Linked DNA regions of Zea mays: regions 1 and 2 are each linked to region 3. The links are chromatin contacts, called in public Hi-C maps. All regions are on one chromosome and are shown on one strand. The core of a region is the stretch at or near the end of the contact, and the rest is flanking DNA. Distances in the headings are between cores, read along the strand shown.

Region 1 (3,433 bases), core at 690-3,189, 990 kb after region 3:
ATTTGGTTGGTGGCTATAAATACCACCCCATCCGGCCACTTCAAGGTGTGGGAGCCCAAGCAACATTCCAAGTCATATAGTTGACATATTCAAGCCCTCCCAACCACCTCTATTTATTGATCCATCCTATACACAAGATTTAGACCACTACAACCCACACAAGTGCCACAAAAGAGAGAGCAAGCAAAAGAAAGCTTCTCGTGTGAGTTTAGCTCTAGTGCCTTGTGAGATTCATTGAGAGAAAGTGTGTGCTACATCTTGCGTTCATTTGTGCGTGGAGTTTTGACTCCCATTGAACTTCCTCCAAAGTTTTGGAGGCTTGTAAAGCTAGCAAGAGACACCTAAGTGTGTGGTGATCCTTGCGGGGTCTTAAGTGATCCTTGAGAAGAAGAAGAGCTCGCCGATCTTTGGGATCGATAGAGAGAGGGAAATGGTTGAAAGAGACCCGTCCTTAGTGGACTCCTCAACGGGGACTAGGCCTTCAAGGGCCGAACCTCGGTAAAACAAATCACCCGTGTCCCTTGTGTTTATTGCTTGTGATTTGCTTGTTCTCTCCCTCTCTAAGTTCTCTTGCGCTACTCTTTGCTAATATCTTTTTGTGTTGCTTCAAGTTAAAACCACATTTAGAGAAGCAACTCCTTGCAAGAAAGAACTTGTGTTACTCTTCTTATCTAAGCCCTCTTGCATTATTCTCCACCAACATTCCTAGTAGTATTGTTATTGATTAAATTCCGCACTCTGAATACAATACTCATTGCAAGCAAAGGACTTAAGTTTATACTCCGGTAATTGTGAATCTTGTTCTAACCACTAATCAAGGGATCTAGTTTATATTTAGAATTATAATTTTCAGGTTTCGCCTATCCACCCCCTCTAGGTGACTTTCAACAACAATGGTGGAGGTAGTTTGGACTTCTAAAATTTTGAAGGGATATAAGGAAGCGTGAAATAATAAGGTCTCTTTTGGTAGGACTCTTTCAAGAGCTTCTTCAACAACTCTTTAAAAAATCTACTAAAGGGGAGATTGTTTGAAGAGCTCTTCCTAGAAAAGAGGGAATAACTCATTTTCTATGTATTTGTCTTCATCGACTCTATATCTTAGAAGAAACTTTAGGATGAGCTATATTTACAACCAAACAAGGTGTTTTCTAGAACTCTTTTGAAAATAAGGAGAAAATTGTTTTCTTAGAGAAGTAATAGACAACACTAAAGCTGGCATAGTAAGAGTTTGGGAGCCTAAGGTTGCCTCCAGCAAGGACCTGTATACGGTTCTGAACATTAAATATAACGTTTCTCGGCTTCCCCTCACCCTCCAACAACAACCGGGAAACAACCCTGTAAATTGTAGCGCTCCTCCAGAGTACTCTAAATGTAGCGGTTGCTGAAGCACGCGCTATATACGCAGTCACGATGGAAGCCACGAAGTAAAGCCGATACGGATACACCATCACAAAGCAAAAATTGATTGTTCATCACATTTCAAATTAATTTAAGCATTCAACGAATCTTTATTGACAAATACAAACATTTTTTGTTTCGAGCACCAAAAAATATATACAACATCGTTGAGTTCATTGTTCTCCTAATAAATATATGAATAAAAAATATTTTTAGATTCCAGAATTCGGTTTTCAACTACGTACTAGTATGATTTCGAAAAATATATAACTTTCAAAATAAAAAAAAACTTATTTTTTGTGTTACGTACATGAGTTCTAATTGTATTAATTTGTTAAAAAATTGAGTATATAGAGTATATTATTACTGTAGATATAGAAGATCAAATTTAGAGAACGTTATTGGAGATAGAGAAAATATAGAGGACAGAATGTTTTAAAGAGTTCTGTAAAGAACAAAGAATATTCTTTTAGAGGCATTTAGAGCTGCTCAGTCTAACACACAGGTGAAAGGCTCCTCATTTGTCACGTTCGTACCATTCGTCGCTGAACAGCGGGACCCGACCCTAAAGACACGGCGCAGAAACCCCGGAACGCCGCACGCGCGGCGGACGACGACGACGTTGAAGGCGAAATGAACAAAACCCTAAACCCCCCTTCCTACCCAATCTATCTTCCCCCGCCCCGCCTCTCCCTTTCTTCTTTACCAAGCCCCCCACACCCAAACCCCTCCTCCCCTGCTCTGCCTGCCCCATGTCCCCGCGCCTCTGACCAACCAGGCTGCCGGAACCCTACCCGGTGCCCCGTGATGCCCCCGCGGCCGTCGCTCCACTCTCTGCTCCTCATGGCCGCCTCCGCCGCCGCGGCCAGCGGGGACTCGGGCCCGCTCCTCGCTGCGCGCCGCCGTCTAGCTGCGACGGCCGCCGCAGGGGGGCACCGCATCCGGCTGCTCCACTCCTTCTCGCCGGGACGCGTCCCCAGGCGGCCTGAGGTGGTCTGCTGCGTGCGCAGCGCCCCCGACTCGCGGCGGTCGGCCCCCGCCCCCCCGTGCTCCAGGAACGGTAATGCGCTGTACCCGAGCTCTGGAGCACTCGTTGCCATGTGTCTGTCGTTTTTCAGTATATAAAAAGAACTTTGAGTGGCTTTGGCTTAGGAGCTAAGCACCCGGGGAAGTATGGTAATTTGCGTGGTCGATGTTTTATTTATTTCGCAGCCAATGGTTGTATCTTCGACCCTAGACAAGTGTTGAGTTTTCATGGTCCCGAGCGAGCTCACATTTGGAAAATGCTTCAAACGCAACTTCCTCCAATTGGAGATTTGGAATTTGTAGCAGAGCGGATCAATGCACGTGCTCAAATGATTTTAGAAATTTAAGTCGAATGGTGTTAGCCTGTTTGACGTATATAAATTAATTGGTGATATGCGCTGACTAGGCCTCAATTTCACTGTCTGTTCTCCTCTACTTAGGCTGCTATTTTTTATAATTTAATTATTTTCATTCTGCTTATAACAACTGGATGCAGAAGCACCTTTGTTTTTAAACCATTTAGTGTGTTTTTTTGCATTACAGTTCATTCGTTTTTGCATTACAGTTCTTTCGGCAAAAAACTACTCAACTGCTTCTGAGGAGAGGCTTGGGAAGATCATTCAGAAGTTGAAAAACGAAGGTATTAATCCCAAGCAGTGGAGACTTGGAAATTTTCAGCGCATGTTGTGTCCACAGGTATGGAGCATCTGTTTTTTACAACCTTGTGCTGCTTCCAGTTTACTGTCTATCCATGAATTATATCTTAGCTTTATAACCAAGTAATCTATCTGATTGAAGACATGAATGATAAGAAATTGTTACACAGAAATGACACATCTCTAAATCACCCATTCAAAATTACGTGAGTCAAGATAACATTTCAATTCACATGCAATACTGATGTATCATTTATTTTTAGTGATCCATTGCTTTGGATGTCGGGTTATCTGGTGACAAATAATGAAGTATAACTTTCCTTCTGTTTGCTAGTGCAATGGTGGATCTAGTG
Region 2 (3,435 bases), core at 538-3,037, 780 kb after region 3:
GTCGTCGCGTCACGGATCATGGAGGCAGGTCGTGGGGTCGTCTAATCCACCGATCGCCGTCGTCTAATCCACTTGTGCTGCCAAGTGCCAGCCATGAAACAACACGTACGACCGCTTCACGAGTTCTCTGTTTCTACGAAGAAGAAGAAAAAACAAGGATTAAGACCCACCGACGTTTCGGTCCCACTAATATATATAATATATTACAAGTAAGTTTACAAGCTTAAATAGCGTTCATGCTTATTTAGACATTTTTTTCTTGTTAATCTTAGTTTTTTTAAAAAAATTACAACGTCATGGCTGCGACGACACGTATACACACATGAAATATACCGATTTAGTAAAAAAACACATACTGCATTTCACAAATTCAACAATAAATTTATATCACATACTGCATTTCACAAATTCAACAATAAATTTATATCATGCGGGAGGAACCCAAACTTAAGGTGTTGGTGGCTTCATTCGCACAAGTCGGTATCGTGAGTTGTTCAAAGTAGTATATCATAGTCGGTGTATGCATATATTCGCAGTATTGTTCCTCGTGTGCTCGACAAGGATAAGAGGAAGAAGGTGATCTTCTGATCGGTGGGCACTGAGCGGTCACGACGAAGCTCCGTAAAAACTCGATCGTCCGTACATCCGAGCAGGTGTCGCGCAAGGTCCGCAAGATGGCGAGATAAGAAAGAGCGACAAGAGCTCAGGAGTCAGGAAGGGGACACGAAGTGAAGAATAGTCAGCGGTGGCAGGTGGCGGCGCGCATGCGTGTGGCGGGCCATCTTGGCGAGGCAACTGTGACGCGCGTGCATGTGCGCCAGCGCTACATGTGTGCATGTGTCATGGTTCATTGTGGAGTGCGTTGGGATGGAAAAAAAATTTATCTATTGAGTTACCCATATATACTCGTGGGTATAAAATCTTACCCATATATATACTCGTACGGATAATTTTACGTGTCGAGTAACCCGTACCCGTTAGGAAAGTGTTAAATTCAAATATACCAATAAATACACATATAAAAAAAGTTCAACTTCATATATAACAAATCATATGATTACATAACTCGGTAGCTAAACAAATGATAGCTAAGTGTATTATTTTAGCTAAGATAGGTTCTATTAGATGGTTATAGTGGTATTGATGAGGGTATATTTTATCCATGGATAGTACCAACATGTACCCGTTGGCTAGACTGTTCAGTTCCTTTTGTGGCTTCTGCCTGTCTTGTTGGGCTGTAAATAAGAAAGTCTTATGTAGTTCATCGTAGGCCAAAACTTCTCCTGTTATCGTAGGCTCTTCACTGATCTCGTGATAGTGGTTAGAGTCTAGATAGAGTATTGGCCGTGTTCGATCTTTTGGGATGTTTTACCGCGGGGTGGCGGTTGTTTCAATCTTTCCTATTTCTTAATGAAATAGAGGGCTTCGCCCCTTCATAAAAAAAGTACCAACATGTACCTGTATCCGTCTACCCAACGGGTAGAGGTTATTTCCTATTAACATACCTACGGGTAAAAAAAATCGTCACGTATCTGCCTTATATCGGGTAAAATCCTGTCAGGTAGTCAGTTTTCGGCTACCTATTGCCATCTCTGGCAGTGTGTCATCTTAGCACTGAAAGAAATTTATTTCTGCTATTAGCAAATTTCATAGTTTCAGCAGCATGCTATGAGCAGCTCACATTTTTTAATTTTTTATTACCTTGGCACTTGGCAGTACTTCTGTCTAATGCAATAACTGTACCAAATTTTCTCTACGTAAATGGATACTCCACACGTTCACCGACCATGATGGACAAGGCTTTTTGGTTTGGGCCTTCCAATCGGTCCAAGAGCACGGGAGCCCATCTGACCGCGGCTCTAGTGGCCCGTCGTCCTCCTCTTCGCCGGTTTCCACACGTTCGCCGGCCGCCGCCCTCCCCGCTCCCTCTCCCGTCCGCTTGGTTGTTTACGCCTGCACCCAGGCTAGGGCAGGACATCCAACGCGCCACCTTGTACGGCTGCTGCCTGGGCCTGGTTTGAGTCTTTGACGAAACCGCAGAAGCATCCGGCGCCCGCGCTAGCCTCCTCCTCCCCCAAGCGTTGTTTCGCCGCCGTTCGATAGCTGAGGGCAGAGGCGGGCAAGTATAGGAGATGTCGGTGCTCATCGTCACCAGCGTGGGCGACATCGAGGTGGATCTCCACACCGACCGGTGCGCGCTCACCACCAAGAACTTCCTCAAGCTCTGCAAGTGAGTTTCTCGCGTCTAGGGCTTGTTCGATCTCTCTGGGGTTCGTCTATAATTTCTGACAACCAGCACTGCGGATGATTTATGTACTGCCCTGTGTCAAGCTCTTCAGTTGGCCAATTCGGCATAGTAGTGTCACTATTGGTTTGATTGTATTTTTTGGGTTGCAGTTGCAATAGGTACAAGTTGGTGATCCTGCATCTATCCGTAGTTTCCACATCAGTTTCGTGGGATTCCTAGTCCCAAATGTATTTAGCTGATTACTGATTTCTAGGCTCGTAGGTATGCTACCAGAAATTTCGAAACAATTGCGTTGCGGGTACTGGACCTTTATAGCGTTGATAGAGCCACAGTCTTAGGCGCCATCAAAGGATTCTATTCTGTTTCTTAGGTTTCTCGTTGTTGATTTTTATGACATTATGGGAACTGGATTTAGCTTCTACTGTGGCTCCTGCACTCAATTTCTTGCACAGTCTTGAATTTTCACCATTGGAGATTATGACTGCCTGCTCTTTTGTTATCACTAAATTATGGAAAATACTATCTCACGAGTTTCAGATTATCGTTTCAGATAATTAGGGTACTTATTCTCTGGTTTTCTTCTTTGACCGATCAGAATGAAGTACTACAATGGGTGTCTGTTCCACAAGGTGGAGAAGGATTTCTTGGCACAAACTGGCGATCCAACTGGAACTGGCACCGGTGGTGATTCCGTATACAAGTAAGTGATCCTTTTGGTTTGAACTTCTGAAATGTCTCCAAATTTTCATCTCTGAACCATATAATGTGGTATCCTGCATCTAGATATAACTAGTGTCTTCAATGGATACAGTACAAATATAGTTTTTGATAGTACAAATATGTTTGCTAGTCTCCATATGTATACAGTTGTTATTATTGAGGTATCTTATTATTACATACTGTTAAATGTATGCCTGAAAACTATATCTTATTTCCTCAGATTTCTCTATGGTGATCAAGCTCGATTTTTTGATGATGAAATCCGTCCAGAGTTGAGGCATTCTAAAACTGGAACCGTTGCTATGGCCAGTGCTGGTGAAAACTGCAATGCCTCGCAGGTGCAGTGCTGCCCCAGTGTCTTAATTGATAGTATTGGATGTTCCATTTTTCAGTACTTCGTTGCTTGTTTTGGCCTACGATTTATGTGCTTTTTAATGTTTTTAGTTCTACATTACCTTGCGGGATGA
Region 3 (3,866 bases), core at 639-3,138:
AGTTAGTCAAATAAAAAAATATTATGTGGAGAGCGAAGACAATCAATAAAAAACCTTGAGATCTTTTTGGTGGATAGTTTACGTGGGTATTGTTGTGAGCCGTCGCAACGCACGGGCAACCGACTAGTAAAGATTATACTCGCTCCATTTCAAAATATAATTTATTTGAATTTTTCAACCCTAAATTTGAACACTCGTTTTATTCAAAGGATCGTGAAAAAAATTTAAGTCCTATGTAAAATATATTTGGTAATACACAAAACCACATTTTTTGAATAAGACGAGTTGGTAAAACATGTGATAAAAAAATCAAACGAATTATGAATTGGGATGGAGGGAGTATAATGGAATTTTTTTAAATTACTCTCTTCATCTATGAACAATGTTTACATACCCCGGACCGAAAAAGAAGTTATCGGGACTTCGCCGTGTTTCTCTCTCTCCTCTGATCACTCCCGTTGTCTTCCCATTTCAACTTTAATGATGTGTGGTGGGTAGCGCCGCTGCGTCAGCTAGTGGGTGAAGAGGAGTGGTCGCGTCCGGGGGTTGAGGGGGCCAGACATGCGACTCCTAGCCGGATGGATTCGAAGGCAAGAAACCCCATGTTTTTTAGGGTTTTTAAACCCATCACAATTTCAAAAAATTCCTTTTACAATATCATGCTATGAAAAAAGTTTTTATCTCTATACATTAGTATATACTATATATAATTTTGTAGGCCTCTTGAATTGAGGGGCCCTAAGCGATCGTCCTTCTTGCCTATAGCTAGAGCCGGCTATGTATAGAAATGAGTAAGCGGCTAGAGATAGTCTAAGACTCGACTAAGTCTAGGTCGCATGATCCTCCACAATCATAATTACCGATTATATTGTGCAAAAATAAAGCATACATGTATTGGCGAAAAAAGAAACATGACCTAGGGTAACGACAGTATGGAATCGAGACCTAGCACCACCAGCATTTGTCATAACTGAGCCCTCCTCACACTTCCTAGATGAATCTTTACCTTTATCAGACTCCTCTGAAGAGCTTTTAGTATCCATAATGCTGGCCTCAAGACAATCTCCTTCGTCCTTTCCCATTCAGTGAGTATGTTGTCCCCATCTTCTTCGAGCGCGTTCGGCTGCCCATGTGGGAGCACTGTTGCAGCTGCAAAATACTGTTGCAGCTGCAATCCTTAGAGAGAAAATACTGTAGAAGCCGCAGCCGCAGTCGGATTAAAGCCGCAGCGAACAAGCCAATCCTCTTCTTCTGAAATATCGTCCTCATGTTTCCTAGAGCTTTCCTCTCCAGGTTTGGCCTCACCTAGCTTTGGAAGTTCTTTCACAAAATTGAATTCAAAACCTTGACCCTCTTACCTTGTCGATGTTCCTGGACCTGATGGTCTGTCTCATCGATACCCTTACTGGACCCTCTCTTGTCAGTTGATAGCTCATCCACCACTAGGACCTCTCCAGCCAGCTCAGCATCAAGTTTGATAGCAGCCTCTGTTCTTGCAACCCAGCCAGTTTCCAACATCCAACCCATCACCCAATCCAGCACATGAGATTCCACTCCACTCGTATTCGGATCAGCCACCATACTACTGCAGACGCAGCAGAAAACCACTGGACCTCATCTGTTTCTCCCCTGGACGTAGCTGTAGCCACTAGCCAGTGGACGGTGCCGTTACAAAAATATAACCCGGAAACCGACGAGCTCCCCCCGCTGCTGCCGGCTGTTCCCGGAGGCCGGAGCGCCGTTTCACGCGTCGCCCAGCTCAAAGGCCGCCACATCTGCTTCCGCGAACCGGCGGCCCTCCGTTACCATTCCTATTATATATAGGCGGCTTTACCACCGTTACCCTCTCTCTCATCGCTCCCCTCGCCGCTGCTCCCCGCCCACCATCCGCCACTGGATTTTAGCCACCGCAAGTACCGGCAGCTCCAGCAAGAGTGCCACTCCCACCCACACCCACACTTTGATGCGCGTAGCCGCCGCGGTCCATGGCCTCCGCCGTCACCAGTAACCTCCCCGCTGCCGCGCCGGTGCCGTACCCGCACAGGTGGCTCAGCCCGCGCGTGTCCATCAGCCGCGACGTGGCCGCGGATCCCGTGGCCACGACCACGCCAGAGCCCGCGATCTCCAAGGACTTCATCGACTTCGAGTTCAGCCTGGGCGGCTCCGCCACCATGCTCCCCGCGGACGAGCTGTTCGCCGACGGCAAGCTGCTGCCTCTAAGGAAGGCAGCGCCTTCGCCGGATCCGGCGGAGGCCGCCGCAGCCGCCGCCGCGCCCCCGCCGGTGCGGCCGGAGGAGATAATGCCGCCGGCGCCCAGCAGCGCGGAGCCGATCAAGCCCCTCCGCGCCGCGGCGGCTGACGGCGCCGACCCCTACGTGTTGTCGCCCAAGGCGCCGAGCTGCTCCGGCCGCTGGCGCGAGCTGCTCGGGCTCAAGAGAGCTGCGGACGCGCGGAGCCCGTGCGCCGCCAAGGCCTCGGCGGTGGCGAAGACCCCCGCGCCCGCGGCCAGGTCCGCGGCGGCGAGGTCGCTCAAGCTCCTGCTCCATCGGAACACCGGGCGCGCGCCGGACCTCGCGTCGGCGCCGCTGCTCCGCGACAGCTCCGACTCGGAGGCGTCGCTGTCGCTGTCGCTGGCGTCCTCCTCCCGCTTCTCGCACTCGTCGTCGTCGTCCTCCTCCGGCCACGACGACGCGCCCCGCCTCTCGCTCGACTCGGCCGCCGCCGCCGCCGCCGCCGACCCGCCCCGCTTCCGCCTGGCCCGCTCCTCCCACTCCCACTCCCTCCACCGCCACTCCACCTCCTCCGCCCGCGCGCGGCGCCGGCCGTCTCCGCCGGCGCTACCGCGCTGCCTGTCCGTGGACTCCCCGCGCATGAACTCGTCGGGCAAGATTGTGTTCCAGGGGCTAGAACTGGAACGCAGCTCCAGCTCCCCCTGCAGCTTCCACGCGGCGGCGCCCAAGCCGCGGTTCCGCGCCGTGGACCGGTCCTACTCGTCCGCCTGCGTCCGCGTGGCGCCCGTGGTGCTGAACGTCTCCGTGTGCCCGCGCCCCGTGTTCGGCTTCTTCAAGGACAGGAAGGACTCCAGCGCCAGGTCGTCGTCGCTGGGGCGGAGAGCGCCGCCGCCGCAAGGGTGGAGCGGCGAGCTGGTGGCGAGATCGTCCGGCTGATTTGACGCCCCCGTTTGTTTGACTTGACCAGGCAGCCGCGGGACCTCGTGCTTGTCTCGTTCCCGTGCACAGGGCTGTTCGTTGCCATCGACCGTCATGATGATGAGAGGATGGATAGCTTGGCTGCCGGTTGGTCTTAACTGATTTTGTTTGTTCTTTGGAGAAGACGGCCGCGGGGGAGGCTGTATTTTTTTTCTTTCTTTTGCTCCTTTTTCACAACCGCGATGCAAACAAAACAAAATGATGGCAGCATTTCTGGGGCAGAGCGACGGCGGAAATCCCAGACGCCAGTCGTCACGCTCACGCAGTTGCAAGCCCTCGTTGTCTGGGGTTACCTGCACTGCATCGGAGTCAGCACATATGCCGGGAAGCGGGTGCCGGTTCATTCATGGGAGAGGGGCAGAGGCGAAGCGCAATTGGGGGCCAGGCCGGTCCCCCGCCCCGGCGCTCCAGCTTGATCTGTTCTGTTCTGCTCTGGATCCGGGCACCGTGGCGCATGTGCTCAGCTCTATACTCGCGCAGCGGGCGGGCGGGCAAGCAGGCGGCATGGTGATGGTGGCCAGCTTTTCTTAACCCGCGGGGAACGGCAAGCAAAAGCGCACAGGCGTCACCGCGATCTCTGCCGCCGCCACGGCGTAGGCGTCCCATGTCACTTGCGCGGTTGCGCCGCGCGGTGCCGGCGTCCGTCGAGTCGCGCCA

What was found. Hi-C and Micro-C count contacts between places; a contact is called where the count stands out from the background.
Region 1: a contact with region 3 is called in a Hi-C map of endosperm, with 2.7 times the contacts expected there. The contact joins the promoter of LOC103629647 here to the promoter of LOC100304367 in region 3. A contact is called at or near these places in 2 of 25 Hi-C or Micro-C datasets (endosperm and tassel).
Region 2: a contact with region 3 is called in a Hi-C map of bundle sheath, with 2.1 times the contacts expected there. The contact joins the promoter of LOC100216940 here to the promoter of LOC100304367 in region 3.

The regions. Positions count from the first base shown.
Region 1 is chr6:102,314,843-102,318,275 of Zm-B73-REFERENCE-NAM-5.0, forward strand. It overlaps LOC103629647 (twinkle homolog protein, chloroplastic/mitochondrial), which reads left to right and starts at 1,940. Exons shown (of 21, transcript XM_008650737.3): 1 at 1,940-2,458; 2 at 2,990-3,120; 3 at 3,415-3,433. The coding sequence starts at 2,032.
Region 2 is chr6:102,099,646-102,103,080 of Zm-B73-REFERENCE-NAM-5.0, forward strand. LOC100216940 (peptidyl-prolyl cis-trans isomerase CYP59) reads left to right here and starts at 1,788. Exons shown (of 14, transcript XM_008649233.2): 1 at 1,788-2,230; 2 at 2,844-2,948; 3 at 3,189-3,306; 4 at 3,413-3,435. The coding sequence starts at 2,133.
Region 3 is chr6:101,323,816-101,327,681 of Zm-B73-REFERENCE-NAM-5.0, forward strand. LOC100304367 reads left to right here and starts at 1,889. Exons shown (of 1, transcript NM_001165805.1): 1 at 1,889-3,363. The coding sequence starts at 1,986. The coding sequence ends at 3,167.